Regions from separate parts of the Mus musculus genome. Here regions 1, 2, 3, 4, 5 and 7 are each linked to region 6. Evidence: chromatin contacts called from public HiChIP or PLAC-seq and promoter capture Hi-C data. All regions are on one chromosome and are shown on one strand. The core of a region is the stretch at or near the end of the contact, and the rest is flanking DNA. Distances in the headings are between cores, read along the strand shown.

What was found. Promoter capture Hi-C pulls out the DNA fragments that hold promoters and counts their contacts. HiChIP or PLAC-seq counts read pairs in DNA pulled down with a chosen protein or histone mark. Capture Hi-C pulls out chosen DNA fragments and counts their contacts.
Region 1: an H3K4me3 HiChIP or PLAC-seq map of neural tube shows a contact between it and region 6, with 4 times the contacts expected there. The contact joins the promoter of Tut4 here to the promoter of Magoh in region 6. A contact is called at or near these places in 2 of 39 promoter capture datasets (the C10 cell line and cranial neural crest), 4 of 484 Hi-C or Micro-C datasets (CD4 T cells, cortical neurons and regulatory T cells), 5 of 115 datasets of contacts at active chromatin or transcription factors (bone marrow-derived macrophages, forebrain, memory CD8 T cells and 2 more) and 2 of 9 other capture datasets (adipose tissue and liver).
Region 2: a contact with region 6 is called in a promoter capture Hi-C map of liver, with 3 times the contacts expected there. The contact joins the promoter of Tmem59 here to the promoter of Magoh in region 6. A contact is called at or near these places in 4 of 39 promoter capture datasets (the 3T3-L1 cell line, hippocampal neurons, liver and 1 more), 2 of 484 Hi-C or Micro-C datasets (LSK cells and regulatory T cells) and 3 of 115 datasets of contacts at active chromatin or transcription factors (astrocytes, embryonic stem cells and memory CD8 T cells).
Region 3: a promoter capture Hi-C map of liver shows a contact between it and region 6, with 2.3 times the contacts expected there. The contact joins the promoter of Mrpl37 here to the promoter of Magoh in region 6.
Region 4: a promoter capture Hi-C map of liver shows a contact between it and region 6, with 2.8 times the contacts expected there. The contact joins the promoter of Btf3l4 here to the promoter of Magoh in region 6. A contact is called at or near these places in 1 of 39 promoter capture datasets (pre-B cells), 6 of 484 Hi-C or Micro-C datasets (CD4 T cells, CD8 T cells, DN3 thymocytes and 3 more), 2 of 115 datasets of contacts at active chromatin or transcription factors (bone marrow-derived macrophages and memory CD8 T cells) and 2 of 9 other capture datasets (adipose tissue and liver).
Region 5: a promoter capture Hi-C map of adipose tissue shows a contact between it and region 6. The contact joins the promoter of Orc1 here to the promoter of Magoh in region 6. A contact is called at or near these places in 20 of 39 promoter capture datasets (the 3T3-L1 cell line, 3T3-L1-derived adipocytes, the C10 cell line and 15 more), 13 of 484 Hi-C or Micro-C datasets (B cells, CD4 T cells, CD8 T cells and 7 more), 11 of 115 datasets of contacts at active chromatin or transcription factors (the NIH/3T3 cell line, T-cell acute lymphoblastic leukemia, astrocytes and 8 more) and 3 of 9 other capture datasets (adipose tissue, liver and pancreatic islet).
Region 7: an H3K27ac HiChIP or PLAC-seq map of embryonic stem cells shows a contact between it and region 6, with 2.7 times the contacts expected there. The contact joins the enhancer-like site here to the promoter of Magoh in region 6. A contact is called at or near these places in 7 of 39 promoter capture datasets (the 3T3-L1 cell line, the C10 cell line, cranial neural crest and 3 more), 5 of 484 Hi-C or Micro-C datasets (CD4 T cells, CD8 T cells, bone marrow-derived macrophages and 2 more), 9 of 115 datasets of contacts at active chromatin or transcription factors (the NIH/3T3 cell line, astrocytes, double positive thymocytes and 5 more) and 3 of 9 other capture datasets (adipose tissue, embryonic stem cells and liver).

What each region holds. Positions count from the first base shown.
Region 1 is chr4:108,458,049-108,461,364 of GRCm38.p6, forward strand. It overlaps Tut4 (terminal uridylyl transferase 4), which reads left to right and starts at 1,362. Exons shown (of 31, transcript NM_175472.4): 1 at 1,362-1,591; 2 at 1,969-2,152.
Region 2 is chr4:107,177,182-107,180,448 of GRCm38.p6, forward strand. It overlaps Tmem59 (transmembrane protein 59), which reads left to right and starts at 1,449. Exons shown (of 8, transcript NM_029565.3): 1 at 1,449-1,736. The coding sequence starts at 1,548. It overlaps Tceanc2 (transcription elongation factor A (SII) N-terminal and central domain containing 2), which reads right to left and starts at 1,185. Exons shown (of 5, transcript NM_025617.2): 1 at 1,057-1,185; 2 at 384-523. The coding sequence starts at 482.
Region 3 is chr4:107,065,523-107,068,614 of GRCm38.p6, forward strand. It overlaps Mrpl37 (mitochondrial ribosomal protein L37), which reads right to left and starts at 1,344. Exons shown (of 7, transcript NM_025500.2): 1 at 928-1,344. The coding sequence starts at 1,273. Cyb5rl (cytochrome b5 reductase-like) reads left to right here and starts at 1,472. Exons shown (of 7, transcript NM_001346552.2): 1 at 1,472-1,523; 2 at 3,090-3,092.
Region 4 is chr4:108,831,935-108,835,205 of GRCm38.p6, forward strand. Btf3l4 (basic transcription factor 3-like 4) reads right to left here and starts at 1,706. Exons shown (of 6, transcript NM_027453.3): 1 at 1,574-1,706. Txndc12 (thioredoxin domain containing 12 (endoplasmic reticulum)) reads left to right here and starts at 2,744. Exons shown (of 7, transcript NM_025334.3): 1 at 2,744-2,922. The coding sequence starts at 2,832.
Region 5 is chr4:108,577,477-108,580,806 of GRCm38.p6, forward strand. Orc1 (origin recognition complex, subunit 1) reads left to right here and starts at 1,978. Exons shown (of 17, transcript NM_011015.2): 1 at 1,978-2,099. It overlaps Prpf38a (PRP38 pre-mRNA processing factor 38 (yeast) domain containing A), which reads right to left and starts at 1,860. Exons shown (of 10, transcript NM_172697.3): 1 at 1,509-1,860. The coding sequence starts at 1,638.
Region 6 is chr4:107,877,640-107,881,235 of GRCm38.p6, forward strand. It overlaps Magoh (mago homolog, exon junction complex core component), which reads left to right and starts at 2,116. Exons shown (of 5, transcript NM_001282737.1): 1 at 2,116-2,306; 2 at 3,254-3,312. The coding sequence starts at 2,219.
Region 7 is chr4:108,633,552-108,636,679 of GRCm38.p6, forward strand. It overlaps Cc2d1b (coiled-coil and C2 domain containing 1B), which reads left to right. Exons shown (of 25, transcript NM_177045.3): 25 at 1-571. Among named protein-coding and RNA genes, the nearest start is that of Cc2d1b, 15 kb to the left of the region's middle. Within about 2 kb of position 1,765, at least 24 of the 459 cell types and tissues checked have an H3K27ac peak or open chromatin away from gene starts, as enhancers often do. A contact at or near this core is called in embryonic stem cells, where this site is marked.

The DNA.
Region 1 (3,316 bases), core at 112-2,611, 580 kb after region 6:
AGAAGGAAAAGAAACAAAAAAGCCAAAACAAAAAAATGAACATGTTATTGTGGAAGCTATAAGTCTATTTTTTATTTTTAAAGAGATCAAGGCAAAGACAGGCGGCTTTCTGAGTTCGAGGCCAGCCTGGGCTACAGAGTCTGGCTTTGACCTGGTGATCATCCTGCCCCAGCTTCCAGAATGCTGATATTACAGCTGTAATCTACCACACCTAACATTCGGTTTTCACTTTCATTTCCTCTTCTGTTCTTTACCTTATCTCTCTGAAGTTTGGACACATTTAAAAATGTTTCAGATGAGGCAACTCTGGATTTTTTATTAGTTTGATAATCGCCCCAAGCTGGAAGGGTTGACTGGCTACCCTCTATCCACAGCTCCTGGGTCTGCTGGAGTCAGAGACAGGGGGAAGGGGATTGTCAGAGCATATTTTCTCCTCTGCAAATGGAAGCCATAGTATCTATTGTCACAAGATCATTATGAAGATTAGGTGGTTAAGTGTATGAAGCCTCCTCAGCTCGATGCCTAGAAGTAAGTTGGCAATGCTTGGTCCCTTCTCACTAAGCTTGTTCAGCTTTGGGGATTCTGACGGACATATCATGTGAGAGGTGTTTAGTTCTGGGATGTAGCAGGAAGTCGATGAACTCTGCAGAGACAATTGCCTCTCTGTAGCCTCTTAGCAGCTCTGGTCTGTGAGTCACAAGAAAATTTGTCATTACCTTGTAAATATTTAAGATTCAGCTGCTTCCCTTTATAAAACCCCACGTTTAGTGCCATACACTTTTTCTGCCTAGTAAATATCCACCTCAAGGACTGCAGTTGTGTGATTTGACCAGCTCTGAGTGAAGTAGGAGACTGGTCAAATAATAATCTCGAGGCTTGAGGGCGGGGGGGGGGGGTGTCATTAAAATAAACTAACAAAGCCTTCTAGTCTTCCATGAGTGTAAATTTAAATGAGAGGAAGCTAACACATTTAAAAAAAAAAAAGGAGGAAGGAGGGAAGCCGTTCTTGGTAGTTGTTTCTATGCCCACCTGAAACTAAAGAAATGGTTTTCGAACTATTTCTCAAGATTTCTCTGCTTTGTTAGTCCTGAGGTGATGCAAAACTGGACTGGATGCAAGGGTGAAGGGGTGGGGGGCTCCCTCCTGCTAGCTGCTCGACAGTGCTCAGAAGTCAGGAATGGTCGCGGAGGATTCAAGAAATGCGTGGGCTGTCGGACAGTGACAAGCCCGAGCCTGCACATCTACGGCCTCTCCCTGGGGCACAGCTAGGCAACCTGCCCCCTTTCCCGCCCGGGGGCCTCAGGCAAGGCGCCCGCAGCCAGGGAGCCTGACGTGAGAAGCGCGACGGTGCACGCGACCCTAAGCTCGCCGGCGTCCTCGCGCCGCTTCCCGGCGTCGGCGTGCTGGACCGCAGGACCCTCTCTCTCTCTTTCTCTCTCCCTGCAGGCCCGCTCCAGCCAGCGAGCCGCGGGTAGCTCCGACCCTTTCCCTCCCTCCCTCCCTTCCTCTCTCCCTCGGGGGCCCGCCCGCCCCCAGCTCGGGCGCCGATCGGAGCCCGCGCGCGCTCGCCCGCTCTCCCTCCTCAGCGCGGGTGTGTGCGCGCCGTCCTCCCACCTCCATCCCCTCCTCATTGTTTCCGGGCGACCGCCACGAGCCCCGGAACGAAGCCCCTCCCCCCACGCCCCCCGGTCTACCCCCTCCTCCGCCGAGGTTTGACGGGTGCTTGGGGGGGATCCCCAGAATTAAAGAAGAGGGAGCCCCTGAACCCAGCTCTGGGAGGCTCTGCTCCCCGCCTCCGAGGCTATCTCCTCCCATCCCAATCGGGATCCCAGGCTGGGGAGAGCCTCCGACTCCCCTCCCCCCTCGGCCGGGCGCCACTCTCCCTCAGCCCCCTCCCCTCAGCGGGTCCTCCTCTTTCTCTCGCTCCCTCCTCCTCCCCCTCCCCGTCCCTTCCCCCCCACAATGCAGTTCGCGGCGCGGCGGACATGGCGGTGGAGTCCTGAGCTCGTCGTGTCCTGGCCTCCATCGGCGGCGGCGACGGCGGCGGCGGCGACGGCGACGGGGGCGGCAGCGGCGGCGGGAGGCGGAGGGGGAGCCGGAGCCTCTGAGATGAGGAGGCGTCGCGCGCGCCTGTAGCTCGCGGGCTTCTCAGGTACGGGGCTGCGGGCCGCCGCGCTGCGCGGGCTGCCGAGGGGGTGTGCTCGGCCGCTGAGCCCGGGGGCCCCCAGCTTGTCCCCTTCAGGTGCGGCGCCTCGCAGGTGTCCGCGCCGCCGGAGCGCGTCTCCGCCGCCCCCTCGGGGCCTGGCACTTCCTCCTGGGCTGGAACTGGCTTCTGGTGTCCCAGGGGAAAGCCGAGGGAAGGAGGGAAGTCGAGAAGGCGGCCTGGGCGGCCTGAGGAGGGCTTTGGGGGGCCGACCTTAGGGAAAGCTGGGGCGCCCGTCCGGCCACCGAAACCTGTTGTAGACGGGGTAGGAGTATCTGAGTTAACGGGATTGGTCTAGCCTTCGCTTAGATCCAGTGCGTGTTTGTCTGTATTGTGTGCCTTTCTTTCACCCTGTGTATGTGTATGTATATATACACTTGTAAACACACACACACACAGCGTGTCCTCCCCGCCATCCCCCGGGCTTGTCCTTGTCGGGAGGGAGCAGAGGTAGGTTTGTGTGGATTTCGTTTCCTGCTCACCCGCCGTCTCTGTCCCCCGCCCCCCAGTCGAGAGGTGCTGGTACTGCGCGCTTTTGACGTGGGTAACTGTGAGATTCGTATTTGTAAACAGACAGCACTTCCCCAGTGTGTCGCACGCCTTCGCAAGTGGTTTCTGATCCTTTTGATATCAGGATTACAAAAGAATGAGGTGGTTAGACCTCAAAGAAGCAGCGGGATTTCTAGTCAGTACCTGAATGGGATTAATTACTGTTATCTTAACGTTGGTTAAACATTTTAAAAAAGAAGATTATCAAACTTTAAAGCAGACGAATCTTGTACCTTGCGTGAGATTTTAGTTTTAGTATACCATGTTTCTTCATTTCGATACAAAAGTAATTCCTTAAACATTTGACGTTCTGCGATCTTTTGTAATCTTAGTGTCCAGAAATGCAATTTGAATTGTGATTTGTTGGAATGAATTTAATAATTAGCTCGCGGAGGTCATATAACCTTTTATATCTATAGATGTATCCCCTCCCCCCTCCAGAGCGTACCTTGGAGCAGGAATGTGTTTGAAGCACTTGGTGAAACAACATACTCTGTTTTGAAAGGAATAAAATAAGATAATCCCAAGTGGATTTGATTATTTAGGGAAAATGCCATTCCCAAA
Region 2 (3,267 bases), core at 199-2,698, 700 kb before region 6:
TGAGAGGTTGAGGCAGGGGGATTTCTGAGTTCTAGGTCAGCTTGGTCTACAGGTGAGTTCCAGGACAGTCAGGGCTACACAGTGAAACCCTGTCTTGAAAACCAAAATAAATAAATAAAAATTCATCTTAAAAAGAAAAAACTTAACAAAGGGGGGTAGTGATCCTGTCAGCTAGCAACCATACCCTAAAGCCAGAATTGGATTAATTCAGGGTAGCAGAGGTACAGGAACTGATAAAAGTCTGTACAGGGTATGTAAGAAAGAAAAATGGTCCCTGAAGGGTGCTTAACAAAAAGTCATGATTCCCTACAATGGAACCTGTTGGCCCTATCTCTTTATGACAGTCCTGTGCACATTTTCTCTGACCCCACATTCCTTCTCACCTTCAACGACTCAATCGTGGCTTGCTTGTAAACCTTTTCTCCGAGTTTCTTCTTCGGGCTATTCTGGATCCTAGGCGTTCGAATGACGAATTTATCCATTGCTGGGGGCTCCGCCTACCTTCAGGTGCTTGAGGAGTATTCTATTCAAGAAACAGGGTGAAACTTTATTAAGGTTGAGATGTGTATTCCCAGAAGTGACACGACTGGATTTTCTAAACACGTCTGAATTATGAAGGCTTTTGGATGGTATTTACAGGAAATAAGACTTCTTCTCGAAAGAGGAAATCTCTTCTGAAACTATAATTAAGTTTACTTCCTGGGTTAAGTTCCTAAGATCCAGAGGGGCATGCTAGGGAGGGAGTTGGATTCCACTACCCGGGGTAATGGGGTGACTTCTGAAATCCTTTTCCAGTTCAGGTTGAGTTGTGATGAAGTTAGGGTTCCACTGGGCTCAGTGAACCCCTCTTTACACCCACTCCGCGGCAGCCCCAATCCTAAGAATTACTCTAAGGCCCACAACAACCATCTCCAGACCCCGGCGCAATACAGAAGCTGCTTCAGAAACCAGTGTTGTGTGTCAGAGAATCCCAACCCTTCCACGAGCAAGGCCTTGGCCCCAGCACTAGGAGGCCTGGAAAGGGCTTATCCAATCAGAGCTCGACGTGAGACCCACCGGGAAAATCAGCCTGCCTACGCTGTTTGGTCTCTTGACTCCTCGGGACCTCCACCCGGGCCGCGCGTTGTAACTATTTGTACACTTCTTCCGGGGCCCAGTTCCTCGCTGGTGACCCGCAGGAACTACACTTCCCAGAACGCACTGCGAGGCGTGCGGAAGCTGTGGTTGAGGGAAGCAACACCCCTCAGCTCGCTCCAAGCCGCCGAGAACTACTGGCCCCAGTCGGCCTGGCACGGAGAAAGGGGCAGGCGCGGCTCTGAGCCCAAGGCTGAGATGGTCGGCCGGGTCCCCAAGCCCGCCCACGAGAGGTTTTCCGTCCCAGAGACCGGCCAGGAGGCAGCCGATTGGGCGGACCGGGGCGGGGCCGAGGAGCTCTCGGAGGCGGAAGCGCGGGCCGGAGGGGCGGGGAAAGGGGCTGGCCCGGAAGAAGGAGAAAGCCTGAAAAGAAAACAGCAACAATTCGAGCTGCTGTGACAGAGGGGAACAAGATGGCGGCGCCAAAGGGGAAGCTTTGGGTCCAGGCCCAACTGGGGCTCCCGCCGCTGCTGCTGTTGACTATGGCGCTGGCCGGAGGCTCGGGGACTGCAGCGGCCGAAGCCTTTGACTCGGTCCTGGGAGACACAGCGTCCTGTCACCGGGCCTGTCAGCTGACCTACCCCTTGCACACCTACCCGAAGGTAGGCAGGGCCCATCCGTCCCGAGTTCCCCTCATCCCTCGGTGCCCCAGCTCGCGTCGTTCCACCTCGGGGTCAGCGCCGGGGCCCTAGTGGTGAAGCTGTGCTTCAGCCGCTGCCCACTCGGTGCAGCTGCAGTTTTCCTTGCTCCTGCGGAAATTGCCGGAAGTTTGTGCTGCAGGTCTCGGCGATAGGCTGGGGGTTGGGGGGGGGGACACAAATGTGCGGAATCGGCGAGCCCTTGGGAGCCCGCGGGACCGCCAGGGAGGCGATCGCTTGCTAGGGTAGATGGAGGATGAACGCGAGGTCCTGACCTAACTAGCAGCGCGGGGGTGGGGAGGATGGCGCGGACGCAGGCGTGCACAAAATAGTGCCTTCCAGTCTGGGTTGATGGCGCGCCTCTCTGGGACGAAGCGCGTTGTGTTCCCCGAGTCGGAGAAAGCTTGACAATTCCTTTGCGGTCTGAAGTGTGAAGTCAGCCTCAGTAGTTACCAGACACCGTGGAAGGGAGGACTTCCTGTCTGTGTTGAGTGTGTGTGAGACGCTGCCGCAAGGGACTGGATGCCTTTGTGAGGCGGCGGTTGGGGGGGGGGGGGTCTGTCTTCAAAAAACAATAAAGTAAAATAAACGTCACTCAGTGCAGAAGATAAGGAATCGTGGAGTGGATCAGGAAATTCTACTGTCCTACGGAAAACCTATACTGTGTAGCTAGAGGAGAGACCGATCCCTAACCCTGGTCCCTGCCCGCAGCCGCTGCCTAGCCTTTAATTCTGCCTTCTTAAGTTGTTTTCCAGTTTCTTATGAATTCTGTTTACTCAACATTCTAAATTGCTTGGTGGTTCTCCCCACTCATTTTCCATATATAATTAGGGTTTATGCCCCTCCCCACCTGGCTTTGTAAGGGCTTTCGCTGATGCGCGTGGTTTTTTTTTTTTTTTTTTTTGGCCTTGTCTTCTGTATGCTATTTGCTTAACCATTGTGGCTCTCCCTCTTTGCCTTCTAAAGGTACAAAGTGACTAGAATGGCAGTCCCAGTGACTTTAGAATGTTCCATATTGACAAGTGCTTTCCTGTCTTTGATATTAAAAAGTGTAAATTCTGTACCTTCAAGCATTTTGTCCCCCTTACCCATCTGAGGGTCATCAATTACAAGCAAAACATAAACGGCGCCACAAGATTGTACTGAGATTAGCCTTAAATTTTCTTTCTTTTGGTTTTTCGAGACAGGGTTTCTCTGTGTAGCCCTGGCTGTCCTGGAACTCACTCTGTAGACCAGGCTGGCCTCAAACTCAGAAATCCTCCTGCCTCTGCCTCCCAAGTGCAGGGATTAAAGGCTTGCAGCACCGGCTAGCCTTAAAATTTCTAAGTTAGAAATTAATAAATAGTTGGGAGAAATGAAGAGCTGGGATGGTCATGGACACCTGTAAATTACAGCCTGCTGGAGGCTGAGGTCAGGGGTCACGGGTGTAAGGCTTGCCTTGCTCACCTCAGGGAGTAAGAGGAATTCTTTAGATGTCAGTCAGTAAAGCTTGCAT
Region 3 (3,092 bases), core at 94-2,593, 810 kb before region 6:
ACTCACTCAGTAGACCAGGCTGACTTGAACTCACAGAGATCTTCCTGCTTCTGCCTCCTGAGGGCTGGGATTAAAGGCATGCACCACCATCTCCAGGTGCAATCCTAACTTCTGAAACACATCCATCCACTAGGCATTCGTTGTCAGGGTAATGCAAAGGGGTCGTGTCTGTGAGATCCTTCACAGCACCTCCTGAGTTCACAGAAAATGGTTAATGGCCAAAAATATCAGCTTGCAGGCATAGAAGTGGGCCTTTTAGGAGGCTGGCCTATGGCTATCGATTTTTCCAAACTTATGACTGATTCTCTTAATTTGGCTCCAAACCTTGTTGGGTCTCTGTATTTCCTAGTTATCCTTTGGAATCTCTGCTCCCACAGACTTCAGTTGTTTTTGGTTTTAGGATCTTCCCTATCCTCATCCTGATCCTGAGAGGGTTCAACTCTGGAAAACAGTTCCTGACACTCCTCTTAAGAAACAGAATGACTTTGAGACATTGATGTATCTCCCCCGCCTCCCCACAGGGTTTCTCTGTGTAGCCCTGACTGTCTTCGAACTCATTCACTCTGTAGATTAGGCTGGCCTCCAACTCAGGAAAAGGCTCAAGACATTCTGACCTGTTATTAAGTGGGTAGACTTTTGGGTGCAAATCCTTTCTTTGAAAACATATCCCAGGCCTATTTTAACAAAAGACACCCCCAGAAAAGGAGCGTTGTAGACCTGCTTTATTATCACCTCTCCACGCATGGAGACAAATCCCCTCCTCTCTGCACACATTCTCCATTGCTCCCTTTCACAAACACCTTGATCTGACAACTCTTGGAAGCCGGGTGTTACTCTATTCTACTTCCAGAGGAAGAAACTTCCCCAGGCTCGGGGTCACTGCTGAGCCTGGGACAGCGTCTCCTCCCGTTTGTCCTGAGACCTCACCCTCCAGGAGTCGGCAACGCTGGTGGAAGATGTAGCAGGGTTCTTCCTTGTACAGAGTCTGTTCGTGGATCGGGGCGGCACGGTGGAAGCGTGGGTCATTCCAGCCGCGCTCCCACGGCGGGAAGATCGGCCTCGCCAGCCACGGGACGAAGTGCTTCTTGCCCTCGTAGGTAATGGGCTCCAGACCGGGGATCTCGTACACCCTGTCCAGGGGGCGAGGCTCGGGCTTCCGCGTGGAGCGCACGCCCCACTCATACGCCCCACGTTTCGGAGTCCCGTAACCTCCGAGGCCGAGCCTTCCAGAGCCAGCGAGTGCCCGCAGAGCGGGCCCGGACGCCAAGGCCATACCGACTCCGTTTCTACAAAACCTCTACCTGGACGCCGCCATCTTTGCCCGTGCAGGGACTGCTGGGAGCCAAAGGGGCGGAGCGCAATGACGGGTTTTTGCGAATGACAGACACTTCACCCAATCACAATTAGAATATGCTTGCTTTGTCCCCGCCCCTCAGGCAGTTCCCATCCTTATTGGTGGAACCTGGAAGGTGCTCTTTGCTTGGGGTTTCTGAAGTGCCACACGTGAAGAAACTTGCTGGTAGGTAGGTGAGCGCGGTGGTGGAGCTCGCGGCCGGCGCGGAGGAGCGTAGGGACCTCAGATCTGTACTTTGCACGCCTTTGACCCTTAGGCATTTAGAACGTGAGAGGGCCCGGTCTCCTCGCTGTAAAATTAGGAGTTAAAATGCCTTAGCGGGTCCGACGCCTCATGAGTTCTGGAACTGCCATCCTTTCCGCCCTTCTCAGCGTTGCCCACACTTTCCTGGCTGCGGCTTCCCAGAGCCTGCGAGTGGCCCGGGTACCTCTTTCTATGCCAGCTTGGCGGCCGACTGCTGGCACTGCGGCTCGCCCGGCGCCGAACGCGAGTTACTTTTGCTCTGCTGCTGCTAAGTTTTCCGATTCCCGGAGGCGGGTCCAGTGCACTGGCTTCTGGCAGGCTCGCTGCGGGGGTCAGAGTGAGGACTGTGCTAAGTAAGCATCGGGTGGGCATAGGTTGAGGGACCACCGAGTGAGTACATGAGTGCACGACGTGAACGGTGGCAACACACACATGCTTCCTGTCCCTTAGGTCTTTTCTCTTGTTTGACCACTGTCAGAGTTGCATTGTTTAGTGACCGGCCCGTGAACTCTCCCTGGCTTCTAGAGCAGTTGCGTGACACACACTTTAGGTTAACAAATGAATACATAGTAGAACAAATAAGGTGCTTGGTAATGACAAGGGGAACACTTGAGAAGGTCTCTGAGAGGAGATGACCTTTCAGCCAAGGCCTGAAGAGTAGGGATAAGCATCCAGGGCGAGGCTGCAACAGGGATTGTGCCTCCCAGATGGGAAGGAACTTCATCTTTAAAATTGTGCATGAAGTGGCCACCTTGTCTACCAGTTTCCAAAACGACTGAGACAATAGGACTATTTAACCCCCATGAATGCAAAAGAGGCAGAGGACAATATGACTAACACTCAGACTACCCAGCAGTTTACAGTTAAAGCATTTTCATTTGTCTTAGTACATCTCCTTCCCAAATGCTAAGAGTAATTGCCATAAAGAGAGGCACCATTCACTCAGTTATCTGATGCACAGTACAGATGGAGTGACTGGATGAGTATAACACCGTGCTAGGTCTTAACAAGGACAGGGACCGTGTCCTGTGCCTTCTGCCTTACAACACCAAATCCTGTACCCAGCTCCCGGACTATAGAGGGAACGAACACTCACCAGGCCATGGGAGCTTCCTGTATGCCAGGTGTTTGGCAGAATACAGAAAGAGTGAGACACCAACTTCATTCTCACTGGTGGCCCAGCCTCAGAAACACACCAAAGTCAAAGAGCTCCTGCACAGTAGGAGAGGCCTTCTGAATCCAAATTCCCCGCCTCTGCTTAGATTTACACACACACAAAACCCCAATAGTTATAAGCAGTAAGCATGCCCCCAAATGACAGCAGATCCTCTGGTTAAGCCATCCCTGTCCCTATAGCCTGGTGGGCCTTGGGGAGAGTGTGAGAGAGAGAACAGAGTACAACCCCCACATCTTCTTTCTCCCAGGCGGACAGCAAAGAGAGGCCTGGCTTATTCACTTGTGTCCTCCCCCCTCCCACCCCCTATTGCCCAAGCCC
Region 4 (3,271 bases), core at 456-2,955, 950 kb after region 6:
AGAGCTACAGCCATGAACTTATAGTGAAATAACACAGCACTTAAGGAATTTCTTGCAAAAAGGAGGTCAGGAGAGAATATTAAAACTAAGCACAGGACTAGCCCTTTGTGACTATTTGCATTTTAGGTAACATTCCTAAAGAAAAGAGTTGGCAGTTGGAAAGATAAGACAAAAAGTCCAGACTTATTTGAAGCAAAAGCAAAGCCCAAATTAACTCTTTCTTATGGTGTAAATGAAAGAATAATTCCATTTCAGGTGGTCAGTATAATTAAGAAATCTTATTCCTAAGGAGTATTTTATGGAAAAGACATAATTTTAGGGCATCTAGAAGCTTAAAGCAGCAGGGGAAGGAGAAATATGGCCTTTTGTCCAACAGCAAGTTGGGCTGTGTAGGATTCTAATAGAAAAAGACATTTAGACTCAGCCTGAGACCTAAAAGGTCACCTGGTTTAATCCCTACTTAATATCTTTAATGTACCTGTCATTCTTGTTTCAAGTGTGAGGTCATCTCAGATACCTGTTAGTGCAGCAGGGCATAAATTATAAACAAAATTGTTAGCTGCCTGGAAGGCCTGGAAAGTTCCTCTCTGTGTCCCAAAGGGAGAAATGACTTTCAAGGGCCACATGATCACTGAGTGAATATCCACGAATCCTTTCTGCACTTTTCTCAAGGACTTCCAAAAAGAGTATACAGAGATGAATCAATATTTATTGGATGCCCAAATTATAAGCATCCAAGTACTTTAATCATGTTTACAAAGATAAAAATAATTTGAATTTTCAGCCCTGACTTTTTATGTGAGGTTTTACCACTTAGGGCTTTGGAAAGGTATTTAGGTTCTTTGTACTTGTGTTTGTTTCTCCCGCATTAAAAAAAGTATACCATCGCATACTTTACTGAGTTGAAGGCTAAAGCATAGATTATCAAGTTCAGGTAAGACACTCAGTAGTTGGTAACTATTGTTACCATTCTTCCAGAGGGCCACTAATTAGGTATAATGAAAGAACGTGGGAACGGAAGTTGAAACCGCCATTCACCAGCTGTGTAACACTGTGCCTGGCGATCAATCATCAGGCAGTGTGAAGAGGTTATAAGGATAGGTAACTGTCTCAAAATTAAGAGAGACTTGTAAACAAGCACTTCTATTACAAAGTGAAGAGCGCTGCAACCTAGTTCGGCCCCAAGAGCTTGGTGGCCGGGTGCTAACCTCAGTTTGGGAGGAGCAAAAGAGATGACAACAGATCTGCTGCTCAAAGCGTCTGACACTGTTGTTGTGAATAATGAGTGATGGACGAGGAGGGTTCTACCCTCCTGGGTCTGGACCTGAGCGGCCAGAGCCCGGGCCCGGCTCCTCCACAGCGGGCGGTGGTGCTGGGGACCTTCCCTCAGGTGCCGACCCCCAGCTGCGCCGCCCGTAACCGACAGGCCCGGCCGGCCGCCTCCGCCCCCACTCGCCGCGCCACGGCGGAAGTGGCAGCCGGAGCGGACGGCGGGTGTCGAGAGGGGAGGGCGGGGGGAGACCGTGCGCAGCGGCCGGAGGCCGTGGGGTGGCGGGCCCGCCGGGGGTCTCACCTGCAGCGGGGAGGGTCCTCCAACACCAGCACGCGGCAAGAGCAAGATGGCTGCCTCAGCTGAGACAGAGAAAGACCGCGGCGGCAGCGGCGGCGGCGGCGGGAGAGGCCCACGTGACGCACGGCCCCGCCTCGACCGCGGGAGGGAGGCGGGGTGGGGGTGGGTACGGCAACTGCGCGCCTGCCTCCCGACTACAAAGCCCAGCATGCCTCGCGCACCTCACTATTCTGATTGGCGGCCGGGCTGCTTCCTGGAGGAGGCGGCGGTCCCCTTGGCGTCCCATTGTGTCTGCGCTTACCTTTTGTCTTGGATTTAACAGAAGGGTGGTGTGGGGTCTAGTTCGGGTTGTACACCTTGGATGTCCTTCACTAAGCATTGAGCTCTAATGGACTCTCATCAGGAGGGAAAGTCGGCAGTTGACTTGTTAGGTAGTAACTCGACCCAATACAAAAAGCAACAGACTTAACGGAAAGAAGCTTTACACTTTACGTGCTTGAGATGACTTATGTCCCAGTTCCCTCGGACTACCTCTTCAGTTGTGCAATAAAAGGCCCCAAGCATGGTTTTCTTGGACCTTATGTCAGTTGGTTGCATCATGCCTGAGTGGAAGTCCTGCGAATGCGAGTGGGGGTGGGGGGAAGGGTCCAGCGCTTCTCCAAAGTGCTTGCCTGCAAGACACAGACGCGTGCACAGCGAAACGGGCTTACCGAGTCTCTTTGGAATCCCAAACAGAAATCTAACAATGAAATGCTGTTGTCCAGTATTTTTAACTTGTGCGAGGGGGCGGGAAATTCCAAGCCCTCTGTTGTGATAGGCTGATCTCAAAGATAATAATTTGCATTTTGAATATTTAGTGTAGTGGTCCATTGGAGGGAGGGGCTAGGCTAGAGGTCAGACGTAATTAACAACGGTTTTCCTGAACCTTTCCCCAGCCCTCACCAATTCGGGCCACCTCATCCGGCTGTTTCTTTAAGCCTGGATATCAAGGACTTAGGGAAAGCAAACTCGAGATGTACTCCCACATCCTTCTACGTGATCTGCACCTTTAAACTTACTCCATTCCAAAGCGGACCCTCGAGGCACCGCCCACATCCGTCTAACATCACTTCCTTCAGTGTTTGGCTAGGAAAAAAAAAAAAAAAAAAAAATCTGGGAATCCGAGGGGTTGGGCTGAACGGCGATAAGGGGGCAGAGCGGAGCTTCTGCTGGAAATCCTGTTCCCTCAATCCGGTGGCTCTGTGCAACTACCACCGTGGAGATGTCGCTTCGTTTCGGGGCCACCTGTTTGCTGAGCTTCAGTTTCCTGCTCCTCATCACTTCTTCAGACGGACGCACTGGGCTTGGAAAGGGTCAGACCTCATTCTTACCGTAATCTTTACGGACCCCGGGCCTTCTTAACACTTTATTTTCTCACTGTATCTTAGGCCACTTTAGATTCCTTTTTATCTTCCCCAACTGCTTTTGTGGATTTCTCGGGGTCAGGAGTACCAGGTCCGGGAGAGGGTTTAAGAGAAGGAAGTTGTACTTGAGGGCGCTCTTAATTCTTGGGATTGAGAAGATATGGCCCTTAAATTAGGACTAGGTTGTTTAAGAGTCCATTCATGTGTCATGTTAGGCGCTTGGGACGCCTCCAGGAACCGTCACCTTCCCGCCAGAAGAAATAGGTCGCTTGGGAAGCCCTCAGGAACCGTCACCTTT
Region 5 (3,330 bases), core at 728-3,227, 700 kb after region 6:
GTGGGACTCATGAGTCCTCAATCTTTATACAACAAATTATGAGGGAAAAGTCCTCTTATTACTACCAGATGCTGGTCTGGGGTGGTGTACAACTTTAATGCCGGAACTCGGGAGACAGAGGCAGGCACATCTCTGTGAGTTCAGGGCCAGCCTGGTCTACAGAGTGAGTTCCTGGACAGCCAGGGCCAGGACTACACAGAGAAACCCTGTCTAAAACAAAACAAAAAAACAAATAATCATTGTCCTGGCTTCCAGCTAAGGATAATGAGAACAAAAAAGAGCTTAAGTGATTTTACATGCTCAAGAACCACAGCCAGAGTCACACCAGGTGAAGCTGAACAAAGCTACGACAGCTGACAGAGAGCCACTCTAAAAAACTTAGGAGCCAGCGAGGTGGCTCATGCCTTTAATCCTAGGGACCAGAAGGGGAAGGCAGATGAATCTCTGTGTGTTCAAGAGAGTTCCAGGCCATCCAAGGCCCCCTGTCTCAGGGGAAAAAAACAACAACAAAAAAACCCCAAAACAAAACAGAAACCTAAAGGACTAGGGGAAGCAGGTCAAAAATGAAACTACTGACCCATTTAAGAACAGCAAGAATTTTATTATAGGAATGGTGAAGTTCCTTGAACATCTTCAAGCTGCATTAAAGGAACCCTTATCTGGTCCCTGAGATAAACAATCTAGGACCCAGCAGACTATCAATAAATAAATAAACAAATAAATTAATTAATTTAAAAAAATGGAATGGCTCAAAAAAAAAAAAAAAAAACTAAAGAAATCCTTCAGCATCAAGAAAGACCGGTCAAGCCGGGTGTAGTGGCGCACACCTTTAATCCCAGCACTCGAAGGCAGAGGCAGGTGGATTTCTGAGTTCGAGGCCAGCCTGGTCTACAAAGTGAGTTCCAGGACAGCAAGGGCTATAGAGAAACCCTGTCTCGAAAAACAAAACAAAAAAAAGAAAGACCGGTCAAGCAGGACGTGGTGGCGCACGCCTTTAATCCCAGCACTTGGGAGGCAGAGGCAGAGGCAGGCGGATTTCTGAGTTCGAGTTCGAGGACAGCCTGGTCTACAAAGTGAGTTCCAGGACATAGGACAGCCAGGGCTACAGAGAAACCCTGTCTCGGAGCCCACCCCCCCCCCCCCCCAAAGAAAGAAAGAAAGAAAGAAAGAAAGAAAGAAGGAAAGACCGGTGAGCCCTGCGGTGCTGGTGTATTCCTTGAATTCCAGCACTCGGGAGACAGAGGCAGTTCGAAGCCAGCAGTTCTCCAGGACAGCCAGGGCTATTACAGAGAAACCCTGTCTCGGAAAACGGAAAAGAAAAAAGAGAAAAGAGAAAAAGATCGTGTCAGATTTGTCTGTGTCCCGTCTAGTACAAGTCCAGGCACAGAGCAGTTTATATGAATAGTTGACATACTCTTCCAGTATCACCCCCAAAGGGTCCGTCCTTCCTCACTCAGACAGAAGAAACCACCCGTAAGCCGAGACGCGGGCTGCGCGCTGTCGCTCACCTGTAAGTCCAAAACACTCTTCTTTCCAGTACTTTGATTCATAGATTCGCGTCCGGATGATCTTCTCCACCAGATACTGAGGGTTGGTGCCATGGATGCTGTGGGCATCCTTCACTGTACGGTTCGCCATTTTAGAACTCTTTCAATTCTATTTCCGTCGGCTTGCTTAATACGTCACATTCAGTATTTATTTAAAAGAAGGGAAAAAAAAAAAAGGACTACCGGAGGCTAGGGAAACATTAAGGAATCCCTTGCGACCGCGGAAAGCCACCAGCTTCGTACCGGAAGCTGTGGCGTAGAACTCTTTCGCCGGAATACGCACACCCCGCACCAGAGAGGGCCCAAGCAAATTGGCGGAAGTACGTCATGAACCCCCGGGAGGGCGTGGCGAGTGTCCGAAACGCCAATCAGAATCACACTGTGGGCGGGGTTTCGGTTAGTGGCGCGAAAAGTTTTCTCCTGTGCCTTCAGTTCTTAGTCAGCTGAGAGCTGGGACTACGTGTTGTAGCCGTGGTCTCCCGGAGGAGCCAGACCTGGACGAGCGAGCGTCCCCCAGCTACTCCAGTGCCTGGACTGCAAAGCGTCGGCGAGGTGAGTGCGGGTCGTTGTCCACGGACTGCATACACGTGCACCTAGGGCCGTCGGTGCCGGCACCGCTCGCAAGCCTGTAAACCTTCTCGCCTCCCCGGAGCTCCAGGAACACTTCCTGCACTGAAGGAGACCTCGGAGAAGCGGGTGGCGCCGGCCCTCGGTGGGGAGCCTAAGGCTTTGGCTCTCCGCGTGCACTGCTTCTGAAAAGCACTCGCAACCTTTCCTCTGGAACCGCGGAGCTGGTGTTGCTCTCCGCTTTACTGGTGATTCCGCCCAGAGACAGACTTTCTCTAAGTCACTTTCTGGGACTTTGGCGTCTCCTCTCCACATGGCTTGCCCTTAAGTGAGCTTTCATCTCCAATCACTGGAGAAAACATCTAATGGCTCGTATTCTACTTTCTTGGGTCTAGCCTTCTCTTAACAATTGGAGAAATTGGGAGTTCTAAGCTTTGAGCTGTGAGATTCCTGTCACGAGGTCTTTTTAGTTTTCCATAGAAGTCGAATAATCGTAATTATTTTCTACTGTAATGGTTTTTAGACATTTTTCTGTGTAGAGCCGGCTGTCCTGTAGCTTGCTCAGAACCAGGCTGGTCTCGAATTTAGAGACTGCCTCTGCCTCAGGCCCTAGAATTAATGGCATGCACCACCACACCCTGTTTTTTCAGAATTAGATTGGGGAAGGTGCGGGAGGGGGGTTCAAAACAGAGTTTCTCTCTGTAGCCCCGTTTGTCCTGGAACACTTATAGACACACATCTCAGCCCCCTCTCCTGAGAGGCTCCTCCAGACTGTTGTTGCTAATCCTTCCTATAGACAAGTTGTTCCTCTGGCTTCAGGATGAAGTTCTGGGGACAAGTCAAACTTCTTGGAATCCATTGTTTCAATAGTTGGCTACAGTAGGATGGGCATTGGTTTATCATACCGTATTTTCTCTTAGTCTGATTATCTTAGAACAGTGCTTAGCACACAGGCCTCAAATAATATTGGTTGAATAAAAAGAGATACTATTTTTCCATTTTGTGGATTAGGAAATGGGTCCGGTGGACCTGCCACTCTGATTGGGAAGCTGTATATATTACTGTATATAATAAGCTGCCAGAAGTAAATACTATTTTCACAGGTGATACGATGATACATAAGGTAAGGTAGCTTATTGGTATCTGACTGTTCAGACTTAACTTGTACAAAGATAACATCTCCCTTTCATTAGCAAATATTTATTATTGAGCATCT
Region 6 (3,596 bases), core at 866-3,365:
GCCTAGATTAAAGGTGTGTACCACCATGCCTGGATCTAAGACTTGCTTTGTCGCAGATGACCTTGAACTCAGATCTCCTTGCCTTAATCTCCTGGGATTCATAGCCACTATGCCTCATGATCTCCATGCCAAGACCAGGTCGGAAACTTGTATCTCCCAGCCTCAAGATCAGGACCATAGGTGAGCCTTCCAATTCTGGATTGTAATTCATTTTGAATATAGTCAAGTTGACAACCAGGAATAGCCATTACACCTACCCTTTATGTTAAGGTATTTCACTTCAAATCCACTCATTTTCCAGTTTGCAGCCACTACCTACACATGGGTCATCACCACCACAGTACTACCTTCATGGATTTCCTTAACGACTACCTATCTCCATAACAATTGCACTTCTGGCCTTCCTATTTTCCAGTCGGCTTACATGACAACCAAAGTGATCTTTCTAAAGTGCAGTAGGAGCCAGGCAAGGTGGTGGCACACGCCTTTAATACCAGGACTCCTCTAGAGTCCTGCAAAGGCAGGTGGATATCTGTACCCCAGCCCAGTCTGGCCAATATAGTGAGTTTCAGGCCAGCCAGGGCTACACAGCCAGACCCTGTCTCAGAGAACAAGAAACAAACCAGTGGCAGGGCAGAGAGTGGTGAGACGACATCTCTGGTAACGATGTGTGTCAATTCTTTTTTTTTGAGACAGGGTTTCTCTGGCTGTCCTGGATCTCACTCGGTAGACCAGGTTGCCCTCGAACTCAGAAATCCGCCTGCCTCTGCCTCCTGAGTGCTGGGATTAAAGGCATGTGCCACCACACCTGTCGTGTGTCAATCTTCTATGACTAGAATTTACCGTATTTCACCTACTTGACCTTAAAATTCCCGCACCAGAAATTTGACCTTTCACAGAGGTCAACTTTGGCTCTTGAAAATGAACCTCTTGGGTAGTGGTCTCCACATTTGACCCACCTCGTTTTTGTTTCAGTTTGTGTGTGTGTATCTTACTTGGTAGTCCTGACTGGCCTGGAACTCACTATGCAAAGAGCAGTCTAGGCTTAAACTCACAGAGGTCTACTCCACTCTGCCTCTGAAGTGCTGGGATCAAAGGCATTGGCCACCATGCCCAGTTCTCACCTGGGTATTTTTTTAGAGGCTTCAGTGAAACTGGATTCTGTCAGCATGTGGCTAGGGCTGAGAATCGCTGCTAAATAAGATGACCAGTAGGAGCCGGGCGGTGGTGGCGCACACCTTTAATCCCAGCACTTGGCAGAGGCAGGTGGATTTCTGAGTTTGAGGCCAGCCTGGTCTACAGAGTCAGTTCCAGGACAGCCGGGGCTACACAGAGAAACCCTGTCTCGAAAAACAAAACAAAACAAGACAAAAAAGCCTAGTAGGGATCCAACATTCATTTAACCGACCCACAACACCTATCTAGACATGTTAGCTTGAAAGGGAAGAATGAAAGGCAACTCGTTCATGAGTGGTGACCCTCGTGAGGATGAGGTAGGAGGGTTTGTGGTTTCAGGTCAGTCTGGATCAGGTAGCAGTACTCTGCCTACACGTAAAATAAAGAAATAGCAGAAAGGGATGTTAGCTAAATGCAGGCAAGTTTCAGGCAACATTGTGGAATGGGAAAGGAGTCATTCTTAAAAGACAGCTAAGTAAAGCCAACTTTATTTTTCGGGACAGGGTCTTAGTATGCAGCCACTGGTCTCAAACTCTCATTACGCTCTTTAGACATTTACTACTAATCTCCCGCCTCAGAGCCACCTCCTGATCTACACACTGGGGAGTGGAAGAAGGCGGGGGATGGGGGTGGCAGCGTACTCATAGATGAGCAAATCATTTTGCCTCCTTTTACTGTGGAAACCCATCTAGGTTCAGAGTGTGAATAACCTCGTTCGACTCACTTGTCTCTTTAAATTGAGGTTGCGCCTGACAGGACTCTAGCGCTCAGTGTTGGGCTGAAACCCAGATGCAGTTCTCGGATCCCAAGATCTTCCAGAACTCTCGATATACAACCAAGGGGGCGTGGCGATCTTGACCCAGCGTCTAGGGGAGGGGGCGTGGTAATCTCGTTCCCGCCTCCGGAGAGTGAGAAACTCTTAGTGTCGCGGTGGCAGACGTCATTTCCGCGCGCCACCATTACGCCAGTATAAGACGTAGACCGCAGGCCGTGGTAGTGTCATCCGTTCCTAAAGTTCCGTCCTCCTTGTCCCTTGCGAGGCATGGAGAGTGACTTTTACCTGCGTTACTACGTGGGCCACAAAGGCAAGTTCGGTCATGAGTTCCTGGAGTTTGAATTCCGACCTGACGGTAAGAGCGGCCTCCCGGCTGCGGGCAGTGGGACCGGCCCCGGGGAGGGCGGAGAGAAGGCGGGCTGCGGAATGTGGCGAAGCGAAGCAAGGGACGCCGACCACCGTGCTGTTGGGTCGTGAAAGAGGCATTCTTTTGTCGGCTTCATTGGTTCTTTCTCTTCATCCGCTGGCGATTCTCCTTCGTAGCTTTTTAAAAAGCCAGGTTGCTTACATTCAACAAAGATTTAATGTCCATCTGAGAATGGGCTGTTTGTTTTCCAGTCTGGGGACAGAGCAACAAAAATAAATTTTCCCCTCTCGTGGAACATGTGTTTCAGAGCCGGAAGAAACCACAGCGATCTCTTGTAGTGTGGAGTGATCAAAAAGTAAGGTCGCTTTTAAAGAGCAGTCTGAGGAGTGTGAATTTGAATTAAGCCGTAATTGAAAAGGGATCAATTTTTGAAGTACAGGAAGAAAAGCATCTACAGGAGTAGCAAGTGTCATAGGACCTCAAAGAGCCAGACATATCCAGGTGGTCACTGGGGTGACTGAGAGACAGTAGTAGGGGGTGATGTTAGTCAAGAGCCTCGCTATACAGGTGTTTGTAGTGCTTGCTTGCATACAGCTTCCTTAGTTTTCAAAGTCCTTTCCCAACCCAGTTGAACATCAGCATGTTCTTCTCTGTGCAGCTAAGATAGCATTAAAATTCCTGTTTACAGCTGAGAACGTGTTCTTTTGCTACATCATGGCAGCCTTTTCCCGGGACTCTAGTTTACTGTCAGGTCCTTCTTCTGTTGTTCAGTAGTTTCAAGTGAAGTACCAAAAACACTACTATCACAGCTGGGAAATGGGTTGAAACATTCGATATAATTTAGGCAAAGCTCATATTCTTTGGAGGGTAATGGTGCTTTGTTCATGTTTTCTAATACGTTGCATTCTTTTTTTTTTTTCTTTTTTCTTCCGAAGGTAAATTGCGATACGCCAACAACAGCAATTACAAAAATGACGTCATGATCAGGAAAGAGGTACAGACCTTTCCTTCACTACGACTTAGCCTTTGGTTTCCCATTGCTTATGTTCTCTCTGGTAATGAAAGATGAAGTGTAGGAAGCGAGCACTTATTTCTAAGCAGCTAGATTATTTCTCTGATTCACTCCCCCCCCCCCCCCAGTGCTGAATCAAAAGCTAGTAAGTGTTTGAAATCTGTGTGTCTTGGTTTGTACCCTCGGTGTGCCCCATACTGACCATGTGACCTCAAAACAAGTTCTCTGGCTGAACTTGGTCTCTGTGTTTTCATCTGTAAAACAAA
Region 7 (3,128 bases), core at 515-3,014, 760 kb after region 6:
CCAGCTGTGCCGGCTCAAGAGCCGTTGTACATCAGAGATGCTGCTACACACGCACCAAAGACCTGATAACTAACAGTGGCCTGGGCTTTCCTCCTGCTGCCTCTCCTGGACCTTCGTGGAAGCAGGCCTCCCACCCTCCCTGTGGGCGAAGACAAGGATACCCCACTGCTCTGTGCCACAGAGTCCCGTAACCGCTGCATAGTAATTGCGTACCGCTTAACCCAGCCCCCATTTGCACCATTTCTGGATGTGCCTTTCAAAGATGTAACTGTAGGGATGGGAGAACTCGAGGGTGATCGGAACATCCCGTGTGGGGAGGGACAGGATTCCGTGACTCCAGCTGGCCAGCGGCAGACTGTCCCGCTCAGCTGTTTTCCCTCTGCCTGTGCCTTTGTTCCTGACAGCTGCTGCACTAGCCTTTCTGCTTCCCAGAGGACTCGGGAACAGGAACGTTACTTTGGTACTATTGGTGGGAAGTAAGGGAAGGTTCTCTTTGGTTTGGTCCATGTACCTAAGGTGAAAGACTGTTAATTGGGGAGAAAAAAAGGAAAAAAGAAAAAGAAAAACTATCAGTTTTATGTAGCCATTTTTATTTTAAAACTAGATCTAATTCACTGTAGGGACTTTATACTCTGAACAGTGTGAATTACCTAGAAAAGTCTTCAAATGCCCTGCTCTCTGTCACTTTATCTATTTATGTACTTATTTATTTTGAGACAGGGTTTCTCTATGTAACAGCCCTGGCAGTCCTGAAACTCTTTGTAGACCAGGCTGGCCTCAAATTAAGAGATCCATCTATCTGTCTTCTGAGTGCTGGGACTAAAGGCGTGTGCAACCACACCCAGCTTCCCTGTCACTTTAAAAGCAGAAGCAGTGATCCACAGAGCCACTGCACCTGTGCATTCTTCTTCTGAGACGGCATGTCATGGAGCTGATCACCTGGCTAATCCCTGGCTGGCCACTCTGGCCAATCTTAGCTTTTGTAGTAAATGCAGGGAAATGAGGGGGCAGATCGTTGCAACAATTAATAGTCACAAATGCATTATTTTAGATTTTTAAAAAATCAGCATCCCAACTCTTTCCCATTTTAAAGCACTAAGTTCAGCAAAGTATCCCTCCAGATTTACTCTTTACTCTGTATATTTGGTTGTAGGAGGCAGGGTCTCACTCTATATAGCAGTCCACCTGCCTCAGCCTTCCTAGTGTTGGGATTACAGGCCTGAGCATGTGCCAGCCACCAGCCTGGCTTCCTCAAGGTGACTTGTGAAGGCTCTGCGTGAAGTAAACACTCAGCTGCTGGTCACTACACTGCTGCAGAAGCAGCTCAGGGCTGAGCTTCTCCCACTTCACGTAGGAGATCCCAGGGCTGGAGCTTGTCCAACTGTTAGTGCTTAACAAGGCAGAAACTGCACACAAGTGATGCCCCAGAACACACTGGCCAATCTTAGCCACCATGAGCTCGCAATCTCTCCTATGTAAGAGATTTAACAATGATATTCACATGATCAAGCAGTAATTTGCAATGAAAGGGTCTCTGCCTTCGTTAAGGGACCTAGAGCAGAGAGGGAGGACTTGAAGAGGTGTTGGTCCCCTGTATCTTCCTTACAGTCTGGCCTGACTCTTGATGATCCCCCATTGTGCTCCTCTGATGGAAATGTCTTAGTTTTCTTTGACTTCAAGGATCTCCCTTTACAACTTGGTCCCTTCCAGTCCACTGCATTGTTCTGCTTACTGAAAACAACCTCAGGCAGAGGGAGGCCAACAAAGCCACCCACTGGACATGGAGACAATCTTAAAAGGTCTTTGTTGTAGCCAAGGAATGCATGGCTAGGGGGAGGGGCCTGCATAAAGCCTCATTTTCTAAGACTTGATCAACCACAGTCACCAAACATTCACAGATAGAACCAGGCACAATGAAAATCCTTTTTTAAATATTGCACTGCATGTCCTTTCTTTCGTTCTTCCTTTTTTTTTTTTTTTTTTTTTTTGATTTTTTTTCGGTTTTTTGAGACAGGGTTTCTCTGTGTAGCCTTGGCTGTCCTGGAACTCACTCTGTAGACCAGGCTGGCCTCAAAATCAGAAATCCGCCTGCCTCTGCCTCCCAAGTGCTGGGATTAAAGGTGTGCGCCACCACTGCCCGGCTATTGCATGTCCTTTTGAATTACTGAACTAAACAATACATACTTTATTTTAAAGTCAGGAAATAGCTTTGTGGCTTTTCCCTTCTGTAGCACCACTTTAAGACCTGTGTGGCCCCTCTCCTAGTTATTTAGGCTTTTCCCCCACAGGTTTGTAGCATCCCCTTAAAAGATCTTTGCACTAAGTGAGGTCAGCTGTTGTGAGTATAAAACAAACCAGCTGGGCTGGGGCTGGCAGGCAGGAAGCCTGTACCTGGTGTAGTTCTAGTTCTGTCCCTCTCTGGCCTCTAAGATGGACGTCAGCAGTCTTCTTAGTCCTACGAATAAGACTTAAAAACCCCATGCCTGTTATTTAATACAAACAGTTAATCCCAGACTCAATGCTGAGCAGATTACTTACTAGAAATACATTAAACTTGGGGGCTGGAGAGATGACTCAGCAGTTAGAGCTCTTCCAGAGGTCCTGAGTTCAATTCCCAGCAACCACATGGTGGCTCACAACCATCTCTAATGGGATCCGATGCCCTCTATTGGTGTAGTTGAAGAGAGGAACAGTGTACTCACATAAATTAATTTTAAAAAAGAGAAATACATTAAATGCCTAATTATCTTTCAGATGGCCATAGAGAAATCTAATTGGAATTTGGGGTACCCTAGCAGGACCCAGTGTAGATGGAGAAGACAGAGACTGGAACTTAAACAATCTCAGCATTCTACTACCTTGAGTATGGGAGTAGCATATTGCTATAATCCCAGCACTTGGAAGGCCGAGGCAGGAGCGTTGGGAATTGAAGGTCTTCTTTGACTATTCTGAGTTCGAGGTCAGCCTGGGCTACATGAGAGCCCACCTCAAAACACCAGGAAATACATTATACAATATATGCTTACAAATGAATTTGGTAAGCATACAATAGTTTTTAAATACACCAGTGCAATTGTGCTCTTCAGTGTAGATGCTCTGTATTTATCTTTTAGGGTTAAATCTAGAAA